2 separate regions of the Mus musculus genome follow, and region 1 is linked to region 2. Evidence: chromatin contacts called from public promoter capture Hi-C data. All regions are on one chromosome and are shown on one strand. Each heading gives the region's core, a stretch centred on a gene start, on an enhancer-like site or on the middle of the called end of the contact. The rest is flanking DNA. Distances are from core to core; before and after follow the strand shown. Region 1 holds the start of Gtf2i (general transcription factor II I). Region 2 holds the start of Rabgef1 (RAB guanine nucleotide exchange factor (GEF) 1).

What was found. Promoter capture Hi-C pulls out the DNA fragments that hold promoters and counts their contacts.
Region 1: a promoter capture Hi-C map of the HPC-7 cell line shows a contact between it and region 2. The contact joins the promoter of Gtf2i here to the promoter of Rabgef1 in region 2. A contact is called at or near these places in 2 of 39 promoter capture datasets (the HPC-7 cell line and cranial neural crest) and 1 of 484 Hi-C or Micro-C datasets (B cells).

The regions. Positions count from the first base shown.
Region 1 is chr5:134,312,208-134,317,652 of GRCm38.p6, reverse strand. It overlaps Gtf2i (general transcription factor II I), which reads left to right and starts at 2,893. Exons shown (of 34, transcript NM_010365.4): 1 at 2,893-3,270.
Region 2 is chr5:130,170,466-130,175,334 of GRCm38.p6, reverse strand. Rabgef1 (RAB guanine nucleotide exchange factor (GEF) 1) reads right to left here and starts at 3,516. Exons shown (of 9, transcript NM_001199059.1): 1 at 3,441-3,516.

The sequences.
Region 1 (5,445 bases), core at 1,644-4,143, 4.1 Mb before region 2:
CGTTAGGGAGACTGAGGCAGGAGGAGCAAATGTTTAAAGTTTTCCTGGGCTACAAAGTTGAATTTGAGACTAACCTGGGATATTTAGTGAGACCCTGCCTCAAAAGAACATGCTAATGATGGACTGAGATAGCCCAGTGGCAGATTAAAAGATGGACTGAGATAGCCCAGGTTGTGGATTGATTGATTGCTTTGCCTAACACACTGGAGGCCCTGGGTTCAATCTTTAAAGCTAAAATAAAAAATTTTTTTCTAAGATCTACAAAAAGGAGTCTTCTATGAAACTGTGAGGGAAAATGGTATCTCTACCATTTCAGTAAGCAAAGATTACAGTCATGATGTTTGCATAATGAAGATGAAATTGTTTGAACTTTGAGGGTTGAAGACCTAACAGAAATCTTGTTTAGATTGTAGGTAGTTTTGACTTGTCAGGAAGCACTGGCCACCTGTGGAGACTTCAGACCTGGCACTGGGCACACTGCTTATCCCAGAACTCAGAGGTTAGATCAGGCTACAGAGTGAGAGCCATTTCAAAGCCAAAACAGACCAATGGCATCTATGGAACAAGTCCTCTCCTGAGAGGATTAAGACCGTCTAAGAGATGAAAACCATTTAATGCAGTAAGAGATGGTTACAGAGGAACGAGTCTGAACTGGAAAATACAAGCGTTACTGACAGGCACTGCCTGTGCACAAAGAAGCTCCAGTACACTCCAGCAGTGGGAAAAGTTGGCCAAAGATCAAGGTTGCCAGCCGAAGCCAGTCTTTCCCTGTCGTGAAAGGAGGCAGGAGGGTGTGGACAACTGAGTGTTTTGAGTGATATTCATATAGATGTTATGATATATTGTTACGAATGGTTTATCAATATTATTGCTACTGTTACTGAATACAAGGTCGCATGGATCCCTGTTTGACTTCAGAGTCTCTGTATAGCAGGGGACAAAGTTGAACTTGTCTTTCTGCCTCCATCTCCCATGGGCTGGGATTACAGATATGTGGTACCCTTTATGTTTCCTGTAGTACATAAACCACGTATGTATGTATGTACGTTACCCTTTATGTTTCATGTAGTGTATGTATGTATGTATGTAGTGCTGAAGGTAGGGGCCTGTGCATGTTGGCAAGCACACTACCAGCTAAGCTACATCCTGGCCCCAGAATATTGTTTTAGTATCACTGTGTTATTTTTAATCTTTTGTATGTAATTAAAACAAAAACCTTTGTAATGTTTTCTTTCTTTGTTGTTTTGAGAAACATGGTCTTATCTCCTAGCCCTGGCTGACATGAATTCCCTACTTGGACAGTCTCTTCTCCAGCTCATATCCTCCCAAGTGTTGGAATGTCAGGTGTGCATCCCAGGACCTTGCAGAACTTTCATCCTAAGCATATGTAGGGAAAAAAGTTTGGAGTGATTTAATTTCAGGCATGCATCTTAGAACGTAGCCCCTGCTGCAAAGGAGTAGGACTCCTGTTTCGGTCTTATGGAATCTGGTTAAATATTCCAAAGAGCAGTGAAATCCGGGGGCAAAGAGCAAGTTGTTCTTTTGACAACTTAATGAATAGCCCTGGACAGAGTCGACAGAGTTGAGTCACAATCGGATTAGGAAAGGAAACGAAGGGTGTAAATATTGTTAGGGAAAATCGTAATAAAAACCAAAAAACGTAGGCGGCTTCTCTAATCAGACTGCTTCCCAGGAATCCTTAAAGACTCCGTGGAGTGCAAAGAAATCCAACATGGAGATTGTAGATGAGGCTTTGTGGGTGCGGTTTCATACAAGAAAGTCGACCAGAGAACGCCAATCCTTGAACCCGAATTCAAAGGCAGGGTTTTGGAACTACATCAAAAGAGTGGCTTGCACGGAAAGTTTTCCAGCAAGCGACAAAGAGGCTGGGAGGCTGGAAAAAGCCTTGTGGCCGCCACCTACCGAGAAGCAACGGGTGGGGGAGGGCGCCCGAATATTCGGCGGACATAAGCGGTGGGAAGGAAAAAAAAGAAAAAAGAAAAAGGAAAAAACAAACGAACAAACACCACAAATTCACCCAATTCTGTCCTTTGCATTAACAGCTAAGTTCTTCAGACTCGGGCTTTTTTAACTTTTGCATTTAACTTAGATGAACAGTTAGTTGATACTCTTCGAAAGTCATTGATCTTATGAAGTAGTTGAGAAAAATAAATATAATGGCCGGAGGAGGGTCTTAAGTTTACTTTCTTTGTAGCTGTGGGGACGATCAGGATTTCTTCAATTCTCCTTCTAAATGTGGAGCTGTGTAAAGACTCGAAGAGAGAAGAAATGGAAATCACGAGTTCCTCACCCCCTCCCATCCGTTGCCTGTCCCAAGTTTGGGCAAGTCCACTCTGGTTGCTTCTAAAGCCAGCTTTGAAAACATTGAGTTCTTTGTGTCCCGGAGCTGGGGGGACCTCCCTCTGCAAATCAGGCGACAGGCCAGCCCCGGGGCTCCCCTGGCCTTTGCAATGTCCCTAACTTTGCAATTTGCAAAGGGATGTTGGTAGCAAAGAGTTATTTAAGTGGAAGTTGTGGCCTGCTGGAGAAGGAAGGGGGGGGACACTAAGTTCTAGGTCTCACCCCACTCCCCTCCCCCATCCGGGCGGCCGCGCAGGCCCCAGGTGCAGCCATGTTCTCGCTCCCACCACCCGCGCGCTTCCATTGACAGTCCAAGCCGGAGAGGGCCGGGCGCCGCGGCGCTTCGCCTCGGCCTAGAGGGGGGCGGTGGGGAGAGAATCAGGGTTCATGCCGCAAGGCTGTCTGGGAGTTATAGTTCGGGGTACCCACCCGTTGCGTAGGTGAGCGCGGGTTCAGAACTACAACTCCCGGTGGGCGGTGCTGCTTGTGCGCACGCGCAGCGGCACCTTCGAGGAACAAAAAAAAAAAAAAAAAAAAAAAAAGGCAAAAAAAAAAAAAGGGGGAAAAAAAAGGAGGAGGAGGAGGGTGAGAGATAAGCTGGGAGAGCAGAGAAAAGGGGGCACCGGCGGCCCCCCCGCTTCCCTGCACGCGCTTGCCGCCCGCCTGCCGCGGTTATCCCTGGGCTTCGTCCCTGTTCCCCCCCCCCCCCCCCGGCGTCTGGCGACCCAGCGTGGAGCGAGGCCCCGCCGGGGGCGGCCATGCGGCGGTGACAGGAGCACGGCCGAGACGCACGGGCCCCCCTCGCCCTCTCACCTCCACCCCGTTCGCCAGCTCGCCGAGGCCCCTCCGGCCTACACTCGCTTGCTGTCCGCATCCCCCCCTCCCCGACCCTCCCCGGCTGCTCTTCGGGTGAGTCCCTGTCGCCTCAGATCGTCCCCTTTCCCTCGAGTGTCCCCTCCGTCGTCCCCCTCTGCCTCGGGGTGCCATGGCGAACAGGGGCGTCTTTATTCGACACTCTGCCCCCGTCGGGAGTGTGTGCACCGACTCGGGCGTGAGAGTTGGGGTCGCTTGGCGCGCTGCGAGTGGCAAGGGGACAACTTCGGGGTGAGGAAGCGGACGCGCTGTGACCCCCCCCAAAGTCCACTCTACTTGGGGGCCTTGGCAGCGGACGCGACGCGGCTTTTTTGGGGGGATGGGGCGGCTGGTGGTGGGGGGAGACGACAGTTGCACGCGCACACCCGTGGTGCGTGGGGGAGGACTCGCGGCGTTCCGCGCCTGCGTACATTGTATCCAGACGCGTGGACGGTGGTCGGGGGACTGGGTTGGGGGTGTTTGAGAGGGATGGTCTCGCGCGAGCAGCCCCCCGCGCGTGAACGAGCGGACGAGTTAGCGTACCCCGGCGGGGCCGCGCAGCCCTGCTCCTTCGCTCCTGATTGGCTGGGAGGGCTCGCTCGGGGACGCGCGCGCGGGCGCGCGGGGTGCCACGGCCCCTCCTGAGCCCCGTGGGGTCGCGCTCGGGTTCGCTGTGTGAGCGTTTGTGTGTGTGTGTATATGTTTGTATGTGTGTGTGTGTGTGTCGGGTTCGCTATGAGAGCGTGTGTGTGTGTGTGTGTCCGTGTGTCCAGGGCTTGCGGAGCTTAGGGCAGCAGGCTGCGTGCGATTGGCCGGCGGGCACCGTGGGGGCGGGGCGTCGGTGCCTGGTAACTGCGGTGGGGGCCCCCGGCAGGGGGGCGGGAGCCACCAGGCTTGGAAGCCAGTGCCCGCCCTGGCTGTCCGGTGCTCCGCCCTGCTCCCAGGTGGAGCCCAGCCGTGGGCTTTGTCCGGAGCTGGTCGCTTGCAGGTCCCTCGGGGCCAGGACTTTTTTTGGGGGTGGGGGCGTTAGGGAGGAGGAGATGGAAATAAACACAATGACCGGAAGGAAGACTTTAGCCTTGAGGCTATGAAAATAATCAGTCTGGCTTGGGCAAGCACTCAGCCTTCGGGGTTAAGAGAAGGAACGGGGGAAAAAGTTTACTCCTGCACTTCTATTTTTTTTTCTCAATTTTGCCCTTTTTTTTTTTTTTTTTTTTTTTTGAGGTGCGGGAAATCTCAGTATGGCTGCTCTGGAACTCTTAGGTAGAGCAGGCTGATCTGGAATACAGAGATCCGCCTGCTTCTGCCTCGCCAGCGTTGGGGTTAAAGACCAAGTGCAACCAAGTCTCGCCCAAGTTTTGCTTAATTTAAAAAAAAAAAAAAGTAAAACTTTAAGTAGGATGTTTTGTATCTCAGGCTGGCCTGGAACTCGCTTTGTAGTGGAGGCTTCCCTGGAGCTTCTGATCTCTCCTGTATTCATCTGCTAAGTGCTGGGATCGCAGGTCTGGCTCCGAAATTCTTGGGCCTCTTACATTCCTTTCCTGCCGCCCACCTCGCAGCTCCCTTTAGCACACCCCCTCCTTGCCTTATGGCTTTGTGCTCCTTGGCTGCTGAGAGTGCAGATCTGAGATGGTGCTGGTGGAGTGCCCGCCGATTTGGGGAACAGGGGATGAGGTGCAAGGCCGGCTATCTTTTCCGGCTGCTGTGCTGGCCCAGCCTGCCTGGTTTCCTGGGCAAAGTTAGTTTGTAAATAAGGGGGTGCAGTGTAAATAAGGTGCAGGTACAGTACCCATAAACATCTGGCTTGGGATTTGGGGTGGTTGGTATTTCCTATAGCAGGCTTTTCTTTCTTTTTCTTTTTCTTTTCTTTTCTTTTTTTTTTTTTTTTTTTGAGAGTTGCCTCGGGCTTCTTTGTTGCTTGCTCCCTGGGAATCTTGCCTCACACCCTGGAGGCACAAAAAACTTTCTGTCCGCAGTCATTTCCGTAAGGCCTTTCTTTTATGTTGGGGGGGGGGGTCACCAGTTGTTTTTGGTTACCCACCCCCTTCTGAATTGCTTGTTAGCCTTGGGTCATCCTTAGGCAAGGGGTTGCTAAAATCCATGCCTACCATTATGGGAGTAACCCAGGACCTAGTGCTTGTTAGGTAAGTAGTGTACCGAACAAAGCTCCCAGTTCCCTGAGGATTCTAGGTTGGCACTTTCACCCTTCAGTCAGCTTTCACCCTTCACCTC
Region 2 (4,869 bases), core at 2,267-4,766:
GACTCACTAAGTTGCCCAGGCTGGCCTGCTTTGGCAATCTTCTGCTTCAGCCTCCTGAGTAGCTGGGCTTACAGATTTGCTAGAACACAGCCTCTTAAAATGTTTTGGGAACTTTATTCAAACATTAAAAATAACCAGTTAAATAGTAATCAACGTGATAAGATCAACAGTCATTTCCCCTGTACACACTACTTCATACAGTGTTGTGAGCATTGGGCAAGATTTCCAAAATGGTTGGCCTTTTCCATGACGCTCTCAATGTTATTGGGGTGACTTTATTATCAGGCTAAGAAAGGCACTTGGCAGCACTTCTACTGATACATAGGTGTTGATTGCAGACATCTCTTCTAGAGATGCTTATCTCACAGCCAATGAAACGAGTACCAAAATTTAAATGTACACAGTCAAGATTTAAAATTCTATGGTATATGCCGGGCGTGGTGACGCACACCTTTAATCCCAGCACTCCGGAGGCAGAGGCAGGTAGATTTCTGAGTTTGAGGCCAGCCTGGTCTACAAAGTGAGGTCCAGGACAACCAGGGCTATACAGAGAAACCCTGTCTTGAAAAACAAAACAAAACAAAAAAAAAATCTATGGTATCTAGCCAAAGACTGGGAGAAGTCCAGGGATTACTCTCACACAGTCAGCAAGTACCCATGGAACCTATAAATACCCAATATGAATTGAGAGTGGAGAGATAAAAGTAGATTTCCTGTTAGTGGGAGTCAATCTTAGTAATGAGTACACGATTCAATTCAAATACTTAATCACCAGAAAAGATGGCCAAGAAAGACAGTCCCTAACCCAGAACTACCTTGGACACAATCATCTTAAACCATACAGCAGCCTCTGTGTGTGTGTGTGTGTGTGTGTGTGTGTGTGTGTGTGTGTTTGCTTAGAAGTTATCTTAACCTAAGGATGACTTTGCTTCATACCCTCCCGTGGCTCTGTCACCAGCACAGAAAAGCCCCACACCCAGGCATCTCTGCCCTTCAGCATTCTTCACGTAGCTGGGTGGTCTCTTCTCCTGGTCACTGCTCCCCAACACACACACACTCACCTGCCTCCAAAATTCCCACTCCAGCTCACTGGTTTGAACTGTTACACATTTTTCAACACTTTGGGAAGGTATTTATTTCCTGGTCCCTTCTTCCATCCTCCACACTTCAAAAGGTTGGCTGGTGCTCTGATCCTCAGGGCTCTAGCCTAGCACACACCATGATGAAATTCTGTGGGAGATTTTTGTTTTCTTTCTCTGTCGTGGTGGGGATAAAACCCAAGGCCTTGGTGCAAACTAGGCAAACATTTTACACCTTAAGGATCTCTACTGTCCACTATCATGTGCAAACTGGCACCCCTGGAGCCTGGAAAAGGGCATAGATCCCCTGGATCTGGAAGTTGGACAGTTGTGAGCTACCACGTCCAAACCAGGATCCCGTACAAGAGCAGCCAGATCTCTCAACCAGGGAGCTAACTCTCCAGCCAAGATGTTGTAAGCAAGTAAAGATTCAAATCCTGGCTGCACCTTAACCCTTTGATCAGGAACCACTAAATCTTGGAGACTCTTAAGAAGTTTACACACATGTCTTGGAGGTATACTGTCCTTTAAAGTGTCTCTCTCTTCCTTAAAGCCGGGGTTTAATTCTATAATAAAACTGTTTCTTAATAAACTCCAACTTCATTTCATCAAAGGCAAAAGGGGGGGCTGGGGCAAAATAAATGGCAAAAATAAAGTACTTGCCACACAAGCATGAGAACCTGAACCAGGTCCCCAGTCCCCACACCAAAAAAATGTTCCCTGTAGCTTGTGGGCTAGCTAGTAGTAGTCTAGGTGAATCCAGCTCCAGGTTCACTAAGAGCCTGTCTCAATGAAAGTCAAGGCTAGTATGACACCAAGGAAAATAGCTAACATTTGCTAACCTCTGGCCTCCACATGCACACACTGTGAACACACATACCAAAAGAAAAGACAGGCAAGGCAGTGGTCCACACCCGCAATCTCACCACTTGAGAGGCCTAGGCAGGCGGAATGCTCCAAGTTCAGAGTCTTGCCTGATCGCCTGATCTACACAGCCAAAGCTGTATTGCGAGACCCTGTCCCCCAAAATAAACACACAAATCAAAATAAATAAATAATCCCCCCAAACAGTAACTCTCAGAGGCTGAATAGAAACTGGGACTGTAGCTCAGTTAAACAGCCCCTATCTAACATGTGTAAACCTTAAAGTCAGTCATCACCAAGTAACAAGCAAGCTTCTTCTCCCCCCAAAACAGTCTATGTAGCCTGGACTGTCCTGGAACTCACTCTGTAGACCAGGCCTGTTCAAACTCATAGAGATCTGTCTCTGCCTCCAGCATTCTGGTATTAAAGGTGTGAGCCACCGCCACCACCGCCCAGTAACAAGCTTGACAAGACCATTTTATTTTAGCCTCTTCTTTCTTTTAACTGCGACTCTGGTGGGCGGGAGGATCGAATATTACTCTGTAGTATAGGCTGGCCTCAAACTCACTACATAGCCCCGTTGACGTCAAAACTCCCAAGACTGTTGTTCCTGACTCAATTTCCAAATACTGGGATGTCAGAAGTGGGTGACTAATTGGGTCTTCCTTTGAAAAGTAATTCTAGGTTTGTAGGTTAAAAGACCCAACAGTTAACTTCCAGGAGGTGGCAGGGGGTGGGGGGACCATAGGGGCTCTTACCACAAAACTAGGTGACGCTGTAAAACTTATGCCAGTGTCACATCTAAACTCCACAGACAGACCGAGCCTACCACATCCAGCAACACATTTCCCAACCACAGAGGTTGGTCATCAGCTCTGAGACACAGCCAGCTGCCAATGACCTAGTCTCCAAGGCGCTTCCCTCTATGGAGCCAACTTCCGCGAAGGGATGGAAGGACATCCCCTTGGCTCTCCCTTCCAGACAGCTCGGAATCAGGGACTGCCTTTATTATTATTTTCCATAAAAGGGTCTTCCTCAGTGGCAGAGGGCTGACCTCAAAACTCGCGGCAATCCTCCTGCCTCAGCTTCAGGACTTCTCATTCAGAGACACCCATAACCTTGGCCTCTAGCACCTGGGACGAGTATTCAAAACCCCGCGCCACAGCAGCCGCACCAGCCCCGGGACCCACGCGGGCTCCGGATGGGACCCGCCCGGCTGCAACCACAACTCCGGACTCGGACAGGATCGGAGCGGCAGCCGACGACCGGGGAGCGTGTCCTCCCGGGAGCCCGAGTCCCGCCGAGCTGGGAAGAACTCGGCCGAGCTGGAGAGGCCGAGAGCAGCAGCAGAGCTCCGGCGGCCTGGCCCTATGCGCCCGCCCGCCCTCCCGGCTGAGAGGCGGAACGGAGCGGCCCCGGTCAGCGCGCGGCCGGACACCGCCGCCGCCGCCCCGCTCCGTGTGGGAACGCGCCTCCGGAGCCCCCGTCCCTCCGAACCTGCTCCGCGGCTCCGCCGGCGTCCGACCGCCGCTCCCAGCGCCCCTTCAGTCACTCGGCTCCCTGCCCCGCCCCTGCCCCCGCACGCCCCGCCCCCGGCACCGCGAGCACGCGCGCGGTGCGTACGCGTGGCGTCATTTCCGTGACGCTTCGGACTTCCGGGGACTGGCTGGCGGCTGGCCGGAAAAGATTGCAACGCTCCGGAGGCTGTCCACCCGAAGGGGCAGTCCCTGAGGGCAGGGGACACCGAGTGACCGTGAGGCCCTCGCTGACGTGTCTGTGACTCGCGAGAAGCCGCGGTTTCCCCTGTCATTCCTCATTCCGTCTACCAGCTTCTGCTTGCATTAGCCTGAGGGCGACAAGGAGCCCCGAGGACAGCCATACACGAAACGGGACATCAAAGTCTGGGACCAGGAGACATCTCCCAGCGCTTAGCGAATGCGGCCGCCAGAAGGAAATACAAACACACCTTTCCCCTAGTGAGCAGTTAGCAGGGAATAGATAGTCAGGAAAAAGATCGAGAGGGAAAAGTTTAGCACATGACTGCCTGTCTGTAAAGATAGATAACGCTCCCACTGGACAGTTGACATGCCACCTCACTAGCTTTTGTTATCTCCCTGGGCCAAGAACCGTCGGGGTGGAGGAGATGAAGTTATAGGATAGGGGAGGAGAGAATTCAGAATGAACCCTACAAATGAGCAACCCAGAGTCCGTGAGACTGGCTCTCAGCTCTGGAAAAAACAAAAAACAAAAACAAAACACTGTTCCCAGCAGAATTTTTTTTTTAACCCCTGTCTCAATAAATGCCTGTTTTCACCTTTTCTGACTCTGCTATTTTGTTTTTCACTCCTGGGCACTCGTCCATAGAAAGAACCTGGTCACCTGGGCAGATGGCCCACAGAAATGAACACTCCTGGCTTGCTCTTTTTAAGAGCAGGACTTGAAACTGATTCAATTTAGGAGAATCTTAAGGAAATTGGTCCAATAGCAACTAGGCTGTGATCCCAGCCTGGCTAGGTGGAGACAGGAAGTTCAGGAGTTCCCATCTCTAGTGTTCTTGGCCTGGGCAAATATAAGGAAGGTTGTGGGGTATAGCTTTATAATGAGAGCACATGATGATGCAGGAGTTGTGAGAATAAAAGGATCTTTCATGACCCAGCTGTGCTTGGCACAAGGCTGTAGGGTGCCAGACAGGGTCAGGTTGGCCTAGGGAAGTGGCTCCAAGTTGGATGTTTAAGGTCTATGAAGATTAAAGAAAGACACAGACAAATGAGGTGAAAGCGAGTTTTATGAAAGAGGATTACAAGTAAAGAGGGCCAGAGAGATGTTTCAGTGTGTAAAAGGTTTCCCATTCAGGCTTGACAACCTAAATCCAAATCCTGGAACTGACCTGACAAAAAAAAGAAGGAGGGGATGGAGAGATGACTCA